2 separate regions of the Mus musculus genome follow, and region 1 is linked to region 2. Evidence: chromatin contacts called from public Hi-C data. All regions are on one chromosome and are shown on one strand. The core of a region is the stretch at or near the end of the contact, and the rest is flanking DNA. Distances in the headings are between cores, read along the strand shown.

Region 1 (6,417 bases), core at 1,698-4,197, 84 kb after region 2:
AAGTTCACTTTTCTGAGGGCAGACATCATGTCAGAAACCCTGGTAGAAGTTTTCAGAGCTTGTGAATCCATAGCTGCTGAGTGCAGTTGGGATCAGCTGGATCCCGGTGTTCAGAGTCTGAGAGCAGAAGAGACCCTTTACAGAGTTTCTTTCTCTATGCCTTAATGAGCTTGAAACCATTCATAAAACCAAAGTAGTAGTTGCAAGGCCAAGTACTCTTGCTTCTGTGGGGAACAGGGATCTCTTGGGAACAGGGCTTTTAAAATGGAAACAGGATAAACAGGTTCAACAGCAGTTATGGAAGGCAGAGAGGATTGAGCCCTCCACTTCCATCTTTCCACAGTCCACACCACATGTTCTTTTCTCTCACTTTGAGCAGGTGAAGAGGAGAACAGATATGGAGGGAGCAGGCTTTCTCACCTTATTATTTCTTCCCTGAACTAGTAGGGTTTTGGATAGTGATTCCAGGAGAACTAGGCTGATTCAAACCTGTTTGCCTTAAGCCCAGGATGAAATATGGTAGTCTGGTGCTTCACAAAGCTGTAGGCAGCAGGTCTGCAATGAAACATGGAACCAGTATCCAGGTCTGCTGTGGCCGCTTTGAGGAAGTCACTGCTCTAGGGCAGGGGGCATGCTGGTGGGAATTGGCCCTTGGAGTGTTCAACAGAGCCTAGTGTATTTGCAAAGGAGTGAACAGAGAGCCAAGAAGCTCACTATTTTAGATGATATTTTCAAAGAAGCTTATTCTAAAGGAGTGACATTTGGGAAGAGACCGGAGTGAAATAGAAGAATGGATTCCTAACTCCTAATACGTAGAAAGGCTAGAATAGGTACAAGGCTGGCAACCTGGGTTCAGCTCCAAGAACCCACGTATAGGTGCAAGTAGAGAACACAGCAAAGTTGACCACTGACCTTCAGAGTCTCTGTAGCATGTGACCTCATCATGTACTCTACTACTACTACTACTACTACTACTACTACTACTACTACTACTATTACTACTACTACTACTACTACACATAATAATAAGCAAAAATAAAACAAAACTAATTCTCTAACTAGCTCTGACCCAACCCTTTTCCCATGACATCACCTTCCAATGTCTCTGGTGATAAACCACCGGAATCTGGGATCTTGTTACTGGTCCATTCCTCCCTGCTTTAGTAAAGCAATGTCTAAAATTTACAATTCCTGCTGCTGGTTCGAGCTTCCATATAAAGTTGCAATGTTCCAACCTGAAGCCATCCAAGGCCTCAGGCCAACTTTTACTGGAATGTATAGAAGCAACTAGAAACTCTTTTGAAAGTGCTCGGTTTCATCTCATGTTCCATGTAACTAGGGCAGGCTATCTTCTTAGCAGTGATTGCAGCCAAGTCATCAATCTTTAGGTTCTTCTACAAGCCTTGATGGATATAAATGGGGTGGGAGGATGGCAGCGAGACCTCTTGAGACAGCCATCAGACCAGGTAGATGAAATTAAGGTCCCTTCTGTTCCCTGTGTGGATTGATGGGAAGTTCTTCTCTGGGCTTGCTATAAGCCCTTTCTTCTGATATCACGGATCCTATTATCTTTGCTTGGGGTTCAGCAGTGAACCAGACAGGCAAAGGGAGAGGACTTTCCCAGACAACATTCATCCCCAAACTTCTGCTTCTTCCATTAGCGAAGAACAGCCTTGAGTGTTGTAAGAGAAGAGAAGGGTGTTCCAGGTCATCCTGCTGCCTCTTCCTGCAGTGTGTGAGTCCAGGGCTGGTAGGCGCATCACTGCCAGAAAGATGATAGAGACAAATTGGATAAAACTCAGGAAAGAGAAACACACTAAAAAAAAAAAAAAATGATGAAGAGGCTGGAGGGATTGAATGATGAGGAAAGATTAAAAGAACTAAATATGGACAGACTTGCTAAATGCCGATTAGAAGCAGTGATCAGAACTGTCTACTGTATCTGTGCACCAGCAGGCAAGAGAGGCCGCACTGGCAGGTGTGGGGTCAGGCAGGGAGGAGGGAAATGGGCTGTGAGTAAGTGAAGGGGAAATGTTAGTGGCAAACTGCTGGGTGGTAAAGAATCCTCTATTAGCAGAAGAGGTAGGGCATGTAGGAGGGAAGTTGAGGATACAGGGCACAGAAGGGGGGTTTGTTTCCAGGGGGCTCTTCTTGAGACTTTGAATATACAGTGATGTTGGGAGATGTGCCTCACAGCCCTGTGAGAAGGTAAGAGGTGTGCCCTAGGAGACCCTAGGTGTGTCATGTAAGCTATGTCCTTAGGTAACATCTAAAGCCATCACAGCCAGTTCCTACAGGCCCAGAGCCAGGATGGCCAGAGGTCGAGAAAACTAGGGCCATCCATCAGAACGTGGAGACGACAGGGATCAGGCTGTCCAGCTGCTGCTGACCTCTTATGCCCCTTTTTGTTTTAAAAGTAAAATTCTGGCTTAGAATCGTGCCCCCCTCTCCCCTTCTGCAGAGAACGAGGCAGCTGGTCAGCTTGACAGGCGGAAACTGCAGCTTTCTTGTTAATGTGCAATCCTGAAACGGTGATGTATGGCCGGTGATAGATCATGTTGGGTTTCCGGAGAGCAGGGAAGGCTAAAGCCGGAGCCTAATTCATGATGCATGAACGCATTGATCTTCTTGGCTCTGAAAATACAGTGTAATGAACCCCCGCTAACACATCATTTTTATTCCACTGCACCTCGCTAATATCTAATGATTTCACCTTCTACTGTGATCAAACATAATTGTATGGGAGTTTCAACTTTGTTCTTTGATACAGGGACACCACTGGCTGGCACTGTTTTGTTCTGTACTATTGGTAGAGCCAGTGTGAAATTTATACCTATGATAATTAGAATCCTACAGATGACCTGTGCTGGGACCTTTGGAGGAGCCCTGTGTGTTTTCATGAGCACAAACACGTTGAAGAATGGAGTAAACTCAAGTACATATGCATTCATTAAGCCAAAAGCTAATTGAAGGCAGGAAAGATGCTCAGAGGCAGGAGCCTCCTCTGAGCAGTGGCTGTGCCTTCTCCCATCAACTGGCTCCTGGGAAATAGCAATTACTTAGAATAGAGATTACCTTGTAAATGTTATCGTTTGCAGACTCCCATCTGCTGATTGAAATCACAGTAATAATTTGGTTTGAAGTCCATGAACCTTCCTGAGGGCCCCTTGCCAGGTTGTCCTTGACAGCATCCCATCCTATGCGTACTTCCTGTCTCTTGGACAGAGCTTTCCACTGCACCACTCAGTTTTCCATTCTGAAAGAGCTTTTTTGGAGGAAAAAAATTAATATTAATTTTATAACTCTAGCCATCTGGCCCGAAGGTAGTTTGTTTCTGATGAAGGAACAGACATTGCCTGTCTGTGGCTGAGTTGAGCTCCACTTGGCCAGCTCTCGGCTCAGAAGCAGGACGCTCTGACATCAGCTGCGTGACCTTGGGTAGATCACTTAATCAGGGCCCTCACCCGGATATGTTTCTCCAGCTGATCGAAAACTCTGCCGTTTTGCTTTGTCTGAATGCAGGCCGCTGAGTCAGACGGTTCTTTTAAGCGAGTGTGTTAATTTATTTCGTGTGTGTGTGTGTGTGTGTGTGTGTGTGTGTGTGTGTGTGCGCGCGCGCGCGCAAATGCACGTGCATGTGCACGTGTGTGCATGGGTGTGTGGAGGCCAGTGGACAATCTCAAGCTATCTTCCTCAGTCACTCTAGCTTGTTTGTTGACACAGGGGTCTCTCACTTTTCCCTGGAATTTAGTGACTCTGAGAGGCCCTAGGGATCCACCTGCCTCTCTCCCCAGAACTGAATTCTTTAGGTGGAATTCAGGTCCCCATTTTTGCATGACAAACACTTTCAGATGATTTAAAAAATAATAATAATGTCCCCTACAACTCAAATGATTATGACCGTGGTAACTGAACACCCCCCCCCCCACACCCCTTTTCACTACTGTCTGCCTGAAAGCTCTTTTATTCCTAGTGACTGTAGAGTTGGCATTCCTTAAAAATCCTCCCCTTCCCACAAGAGCATAACCTCACAGCTTCAGTGAAGAGACAGATTTGCACTTTGATGCCTTTTTAATTTTTTGAAATCTTAGTCTTTATTTTAAAAAAAAAAGAATCATGCGTATGGTTGCCCAATTACTTAGATTCTTTAAATAATCTGTAGCAATATTAACTGAACGCGACACTCGGCTCCGTAGGTCAAGCTTTGGCACAGTTTAATAGGTACAACTTTGACCCCCATCCAGGCCTTTGATTTTGGCCTATGCTCTGCTCCATGGGGAAATGGTGGGAGGTTAATGCATAAAAAGCTAGTATTCCAGAGAAATACAGTCCAGAGCTTGTGATGCAGGCCATGGTACAGTGTCTGACTGCAATCAATATGCACTTAAATATTTGGATCATCTAAACCTCCACTTGGCACAGAGGATCTCCTGAGAGACCTTTCCTGGGAGCAGAGAAATTGCTATTCCAGGTCTTCATCGCCCATTTGTGTTTCAAGGGAGATGCTGGTGAAAGGGGCAGGGAAGGTCCCTCTGGGACAAAGTGGCTGAAAGTAAACAGCTCGGTTGGGGTAGACAGCCTTGACTGTGATCCTGGCCACCACTGCCGAGAATAACCTGGCCCAGTTCCTAATGCTAACTCTATTTTCTGCCTCTGCAATGTGAGTAATTATTGTGATGTGTTAACAAGATATGCAGAGACCACTGGATGGAAGGCAAATGGTGTTTATGTTCACAGACTTGACAGGGGTAACAGAGGGAGCTTTGAAGTTCTAGCCACCCATTGTTCTAACACTCAGGCTGCAGAAGAATGGAAAGGCTATCTATTTATTTAATCTTTGAACTTCCAATCCTAGTCATTTCATAGTCATGGCTGCATCCAAATTCCTTATTTTAGCTTCTAACCAGTCTTAATCCACAGCTGCTTTAGAACCAGAGTCTTTTTTTTCTTATTATTTGCCAAATTTCTTGAGACATCAGAAATGGACAGTACAAAAGAAGCAGATAGGTACCTCCAAGGAGCCTAGGGCTGTGGACAACGCTGGGCAGCAGAGATGCAGAGCTAGGCTTGTGGCCGAAGGAGGGGTGGAATATCAACTCCTATTTGGAAGAGCAGATTTATAGCACAATGTATGTTCAATGAACATATTAGCTGTAGATATCAGCTCACATTAGCTGTAGATATCAGCTCACTTATACCCTTGGAAGTTTAATATGAGGAAGAAGTCTGATTCTGAGTTCAGCTTAGCGATAGTCAATATTCCAGGAAAGAGCAATGTTGGTGGCAGGTGATTTTGAAGACAAGGGTGAATGCAATGTGTGACAAGGTCTAAAACTGTAAGGCAAAAGTTGGATAACATATAAGGCTAACTTACTGGTCTTGCTCAAGTATTGAATACTATTAGCTTGAGCAATTGATGAAGCCAAAATCTTCTCAACCAAACCAAACCAAACCAAACCAAACCAAACCAAACCAAACCAACAAGAACAAAAAGAAAACAACTCCCCCAACCTTCCACCCCCCCCAACACACACACTCACACCATCAAAAATACCTTAGAGGATCTAGGAAGATGGCTCAGGCAGGTAAAATGTTTGCCTTGACCTCAATTCAGATTCCTAGCACTCCAGTTTAAGAAAAAGAAATGGGTGTGTCTGTGGACAGCTGCAATTCCAACACTGTGGGGAGAAGGGGCCAGCCAGAGGCAGAAGGTGGGGCTTGCTGGTCAGTTCAGTTACCCAATGTAATCAGTGAGTTCCAGGTTCCTTGAGAGACCTTATCTCAAAAAATAAGAGATTAAAGATACCAGTGTGGGCTTCTGGCCTCCTGTGCACTTGCACACATGTTTAAGCATCCACGTGCACACATGCAACACACACACACACGTGCACAGAGAATTTTCCCGTTCTTGTCAAGTTTGTGTATGTTCTTACTAGAGAAGCAAGTGGGCAGATGAGCTCCCTCACAGGTCAGTGAAGGTAAGTCTGGGCTTAGATCTTTGAATTCTTTTGGTAGGTTCTCTCTTTTCCAGCTACACATCATTTGGCTTTTAATATACTTTTACTCTACAAGAGTACTAGATGCATTAAGAAAAACATTTAAATGTTAATGCAAAACCTGAGGTGGGACAAAGGATGTCAAACAGCTATGTAACACTCTAGAGGCATCCTATCTCTACTGAAGGATTTGACCCCCATAATCGAATTTGCTTTAAATTTGACATGAGCCTTCATTCTCTTATTATAAGGCTCCATGTCGTTGGCTCATAAAGATTACAATTTCTTTTTTCCCAGTCATAATAAATCTAGTTCAAGCACCCTCTTGACTTGGAATTCATCGCAACAATATGCAGAGGGCAAGGCTCCCCAGTGTGCCTCTCTGGGGAGGATCTGTTCGGCTCCTCCACTAGAGAGAGAG
Region 2 (6,422 bases), core at 1,020-3,519:
GAGATCCCTGAACTAGGAACTACTGAAGGAAGTGTGGCCAGTGCACAGTTGTCCATATGGGAGTGGATTTCTTTTGTTGGTCTGAAAGATGGGAAGGAAAATACCCATTCAATCCTCCGACCTATATGCTGTGAATGAAAGCCAACAGGACCTAGGAATTAAGAAAGATACTGGGCTTCTCTGAAGATATACAGTCTGCCCTAGAGTATTATGAATTTGGGTTTTAGTTAGCATTTGCTCCCTCATTGAACCCTGTGGGGAAAGGCTGGTTTGAAGTGTCCAGTCCTATGCTCTCCAAAGTAACTTTCATCCCTACTGTCCCTCTTTTGACGGCCCTCGACAGCTCAGCCTCATACTGAACCTGCCCTTGAGTTAAAGCCATGCAGGAAGCCATTATCAGTAATTGACGATATATCTTCTAGATGAAGATGCACTATCATCAAGACGGTATAAATCACCGGTTCTACCCTCCCTGCCCTCACTCAAACCCGTATCCAGTTCAAGTCAAACTGGACCTTCTTGGTACTGCACATATAGGCTTCCTGTTTCAAGAAAGTTCTTGCCATGATTGGCATTCCTTCGTTGTGACTATAGGGCAACCATTTGCTTATCTTTGGGGGGATGGGGTGTATGCATACAGGCATGCACATGGTGGGTTTAGAGCACAACCTCTGATGTATCTGCCCTCACCTCTACCTTATTTAAGACAGGCTGTAGCTGGTGTTTACTGGGCATATGCCACACTAGCTGGTCTGAGCCTTCCAGGGATTCTCCTGCTTTTACCTCCCGAATGCCTGATGAGTCCTGGGCTCACGCACTGCTGTGCTTGGCTTTACGTGGGATCTGAGGGTAAACTCAGGTTTCCATTCTTGCATGGCGAGCTCTTTACTCACTGAGCCATCTCCTTATTTCTTTACTTGACTTTTAAACTGTATGTTATTTATTATTATTATTATTTATCCATTCAGTAGCACAGGATTGAACCCAGGACCTTGTACATTCTAGGTCAGTGTTCTACCATGGAACTATATACCCAGTCATCATCGTGTTGTCTTCATCATCATCATCGTCTTTGTCATCATGGTCGTCGTCATCATCATCATAATTATCACCATCACCACCATCATTATTTTGAGACTGGGTCTTACTGAATTGCCCAGGCTGGACTTGAACTCACTCAGTATCCCAGTCATGCCTTCTGTGAATTTGGGATCATCCTGACTCAGTTATCTGAGTGGATGAGATTGCAAGCATGTGTCCTGTTTAACACTTTTTATGTGCATTGAAGGCAGCCAAACCCCTGTCAATGTCTCCTGACCATTTCATTTCCTAAAATCCACCGTGGAACATTCCAGAAAAGATAAAAAGCAAAGCTCCCCAGTTGGTAAATATCAACCATCATGGTTTTCTGCAGTAGCCCAGGGTTTTACATGTCCCACACTATCCTAAACCGATAACACAGATAACCCATCTGGCCATGGCCTGCTTTCCCTCCCAGGGTGGGCAGGGGATTAGAGCTGTTTCAACGCTGGGAGACTCCGAGGTTGTAAAAAGCCTTGTGCTCTGAACAGAGGGACAGTTACATAAGTCCACAGAGCTCCCCACACTACAGGACAGCAGACTCCAAGCAGCATCTAATTACAGGGAGGCTGATGGTCGCTGTTGAAGATCCTGTCACAGGACCCAGGTCTCAGCCCACTGATGTCCTGCCAGCAGTTGCACTAAAACGGAAATTAAGCGCAGTGTCATGGCCATTTAGGACATTAGGAACGGAAGGCGCCCGGGAGCTGCTTCCTGGCCCCTTGCCCATGTTATTAACAAGGTGCAAACGAGGACCTAGGCTGGAAGAGGGAAACAGCTGGAGAAAAGAGACCTTCACAGCAGGTGGAGATCTGAGGAGAGGAAGGGGATGTAGAGAGACTGTGTCCCAAATCTCCTTGGCTGAGGATAAAATTGGCTTGATAAATGAGGAAGAGTCATTCATTTCTTCACTCGACCCTCTCTGGAACATTTTGTAGATTGCAAAGTTTCTCCAGTCCCTGATTTTCTGTGCTGGATTAATGCAACACACACACACACACACACATACACACTTCCCATCATGGGGGCGGGCGGGGGAGAGGCAAGGCCCACATGACACACACATCCACATTTGTTGACACTCACTGCTCATCATTTGTAATTTGTTTGAAACCTTCAGGCTAGTGGCTCTCTGTAGAGTGTTGCCAGACTGCCAAATTCTCTAGCTCAGAATCTAGGGAAATCCTGGCCTTGGCCTGGGTCCAGCTATGGCCAATGCCAGGGCTATTTGCTAAATAAAGAACACAAGCCCGGGGCTGGAGGAGGGTCTGAGAGTTCTTTGTTTTGCAGCTCATTCACCCTTGACCCTACCCCCACTCAACACACACACATTCACACACACACACACACACACACACACACACACACACACCCCACATGCACACACTGCCTGACAAGCCTCTGACTAGGCTGACGGACTTGGGTAACTCAGCAAAGAGACGAAGCACCATGGTCCCCTGTCTTGCTCTTTATCTGTTCCCACGGGGATGTGCATAGGTGGGGATCTTGAAGACAGAGCTGGAGGATCTCTGGAGTCCACACAGCCATCCAGAATCTTCCATCTCATGCAGCACTCTGCTTTCCTATTTCCCTGCCAACAGCTGTAGCAGAGGTGAACTGGAACATGGGAAATGCCAGCCCCTTTGCCTGGAGGATGGGGTGCGGGGGAACTAAAAAGCCCGTTTTTCTGTCCTGTCAGGTCTATTTAAGTATTTAATGAGGTGAGATAGCACCAATAAATTTCACATGGCACAATAACTCTGATGATGTGGGCCATGGACTAATCAGCTTCCATTCTGGGGATAGAAGAGTGTTCTTGCCTTTGCTAGATCTTATCGGGTTTGATTGCTTTGTTCAGATATTAAAAAGGTTGAGCAAGGACTTTCGGGCACTGCCACAAATCTGCCCGCATCCTCCCAGCCAAGATAGATTGAAACCAGGCTGTGGAATGCAAGGCTGTTTATTTTAATTGACAATCAAGAGGAGGAGAATTGGTAGAGTGGAAGGTGGGGAAGGAGGCCACAGGCCTGTGATTGGATGGCTTCTGAGTCTACCTTCCTCTCTGCAAAGCTCACACACAGCAAGGCTGCTTATCCAATGGAGGACCAGCACCTGAGGCTTTGAAGAGTCTCTTCTTCTCTATGCTTGTCCTGAGCATAGAGAGAGCCTGTTGACCCGTGTATCACCTGTGATTTTTGTCTTTGTTTTTTATGGAATGAGGCTGGTTACAGACATTTCCCGGGCACTTGGGTCCTGCTCTAGCTTCTGCTGACCCTTGCACAGCGCGTGCATTCTGTCCGTTGGACCTTTAGGGGACAGTCCCTAATGCTCTTTGAAGCCAGAGGCCACACTATAATCTGTAAGAACCTCTCACCCCACACATGCAGCACAAAGCAGAGATCAGATTTTCTGAAGTGTATATGGGCATATGTGAGGGTAAGTGACATAATTCATATGGCATGCAAGCAAGCAATTATCAGTTGATTTATATTAATATTTGTTGTACCATTAAATATAATTTATATGTCATACATGATTTCATAAGCATCATTTCTCAGGATGAAACCAGGGTAGGCCAAAGGTTCTTAATACAAGTTAAGTTCAGGTAAATTATTATAAAAGTCTGTCGATAATGACAGAGGAAGTAGCCAGTAAGTAAAATTTAGGGAATGCTCTATCAGCTCACTTAGTAATTGATTGGCTGGTTGGTTGGCAAATTATTAGCCATTTAATGAATGGGTTTATTTTCCCAATATTTTATTGTTAAAAAAAAAATCAAACACAGCAGAGAAGTTGAGAGAACGTGGAGAGGTCATGCAGAGACCTACGCCCCAGGCTGTATGGTCAGTGCTGTGTTTCCTTCAGCACGTCTCCCTCCAGAGCCATTTCTCCTCATTTTACTCTGTGGCACTCACACTTTTCGATTCATTTCAAGATGAAATGCATTCATCTGTGCACTTTACCCTTAGACACATATCATTAGAGTTCAATATTTGTTCATGGCTTTTTAAGTATGACATATATGCCACAAAGTGTACAAATCTTAATGTTATCATTCGAAGAATTTCAATGAATGCACGCGCTTGTGTAAACTGTGAACCCTATGGATGATGGCCAGCACCCCAGAAAACATAGTACCACCTGCTCAAACCCCACTCTTGTCAACACAGACCACTGCTGTTGTAATTTTTGTCAGAATATATTAAATTTTCCTGCCATGCGAGTTCCTGGAGATGGAATAGTACAGAAGATAATCTTTGTTTGAGATAGTCACCTGTATTGATGCATGGATCACTAGTTCATTGCTTTTAAATACTGAGTAGAGCTTCTCTGTTTCTATCCAATCCCCTGTGGGGGACACCTGGACTATTTCCAGGTTGGGGTTCTAATCCATAAGGCTGCTAAGAACTGTCCACAAATTCCTTGTAAGTATACACTTTCTTTTGGGTATGTTACTAATAGGTGTATTGAACGTTCACAGGCGAGGTGTGTGTTTAGTTTTCACAAACCTACCCGGCCTTTCTTCAAAAGACGCAATATGATATGCTTGGGTCCTGTTACCAGGGATCTATGAGAATTACAGTTGCCGTGGCTGGGAAGGTGACTCAGTCAGTAAAGTGCCTACTGTGTGAGCATAAGGACCTGAGGTAAGGAGCTTACACTGCAGTGGCAAGGCCAGTCATGATCACAGCCAGCCACATTAATTTAATGAAAATCAAACCGGAAGTCTCTCCGAGACATCAGGAAAGGCTCCGTGAAGTCATCTGGATTGAACCAAGGGAGATAGAGGAAGGCTGTTCCACTTCCTTTCCAAAGTATTACAGAAAGAACAACACCTCTGGGATAGAAAAGATCAAATCTCTCAAAGCTAAAGTCTAGCTCCACTGTGCCGAAGCACCCACAGCATGTCCCTGTAATCTCTGCGTAAGAGAGGCAGAGACAGGCGCATGCTAATGCTTGCTGCCTGGTAGTATGGCTGAACAGGGGAGCTCCAAGTTCAGTGAGAGAGCATGACTCAGGACATAAGGTAGAAAGAGATTAAGGAAGACATTCAACATCAACCTCTGGCCTCAACATGTATGTGAACACAAATACATGCACACCTTTCTGCATACGTCTCACACTGCACACTCACACATACACAAGGAATGACCATGTCCCCTCCTGTGCCATCTCTACTATTTGAGTCACTCTTATGGATAATTTAGTAGTATCACACCATGAAACATTTTTTATGTACTTATTGACTATTCATAAACTATTCCCTAGAGAAGTATCTATTGAAATCATTTGCCCACATATTTTTTGATTATGTTGTCTATCTTTTCATCATTGAGTGGCACCATTTATATGTATATACTGGGTTTCAGATTTTCTTTAAAAAAAAACAAACAAACAAACAATATTTTCTCCTTAACTGTGACCCGTTCATTTGTTTTCTTAATTGTGTCTCTGGGTGAGCAGAAGTGTCCTGTTTTGATGAACCTACTCCCTGTTTGTATTTTTTTTTAATCTTGTATTTATTGTTTTCACTCTCCTAACATGTCACTACCCCATCTTGGTCATAAAGACTTCCTAAATGCTTACTCTAGAAGACTCTACATTTCACCTCTGGCTTTGGGTATATGATCTGTCTCAAAACTAATTTTTTTGTATGTAGTATGTGGTAGAGGCCAGGGTACATTTTTTCCCGTATAAATATCCAGTTGTTTCAAGGAAAATTGTTAGGAGGCTTTTCTCTGCCTGCTGATGACTTTATGCTCTTGTGGAGAATCAAATGATCATGTCAGTGGAGTTGCTCGGCTCTCCTGCACTACCCCAGTGACTTTTTTTTAAAATGGATTCTTACAATGTTAACACTAAAAGGAAATTTGGAAATTCTTTAAGGCTTTATAAAGGTTCCTGGATGACAGCCCTTTTTAACTACCTGATAAATATTTTGGAAAGAAATCGCAGAGCGCTATACAGGCTTGCATACATGTTAAGAGAGCGCCCTGACCCTTGGTGCTTTTATTCCCGCCCCTATGTTTTTTAGGAGACAAGACTCCTTAAAGAGTTCAGAGAAACTCTGTGATTTCTCAAAGGCTGCAACTTTAGCTGGCAACAGATTTAGAACCGAAAGCCATCTACTCTCCTACACCATCCCCTCAAAACAGAGTCGGTCCTGTGACTCATCCTCCCAGTCGACACTGCAGTGTCTTCATGACTAACTCCATTAGAAAATCCTAATGTAATAAAAGCCAAACCATGGGGCTGGAGAGATGGCTCAGTGGTTAAGAGCACTGACTACTCTTCCAGAGGTTCTGAGTTCAATTCCCAGCAACCACATATTGGCTCACAAC

Evidence for each region. Hi-C and Micro-C count contacts between places; a contact is called where the count stands out from the background.
Region 1: a contact with region 2 is called in a Hi-C map of the N1E-115 cell line, with 2.0 times the contacts expected there. The contact joins two enhancer-like sites. A contact is called at or near these places in 9 of 484 Hi-C or Micro-C datasets (the AML12 cell line, the N1E-115 cell line, cerebellar granule neurons and 2 more) and 1 of 115 datasets of contacts at active chromatin or transcription factors (liver).

What each region holds. Positions count from the first base shown.
Region 1 is chr9:47,503,649-47,510,065 of GRCm38.p6, forward strand. No RefSeq gene overlaps it. Among named protein-coding and RNA genes, the nearest start is that of Gm22286, 19 kb to the right of the region's middle. Within about 2 kb of position 2,948, at least 6 of the 459 cell types and tissues checked have an H3K27ac peak or open chromatin away from gene starts, as enhancers often do. A contact at or near this core is called in the N1E-115 cell line, where this site is marked.
Region 2 is chr9:47,420,657-47,427,078 of GRCm38.p6, forward strand. No RefSeq gene overlaps it. Among named protein-coding and RNA genes, the nearest start is that of Gm31816, 56 kb to the left of the region's middle. Within about 2 kb of position 2,270, at least 68 of the 459 cell types and tissues checked have an H3K27ac peak or open chromatin away from gene starts, as enhancers often do. A contact at or near this core is called in the N1E-115 cell line, where this site is marked.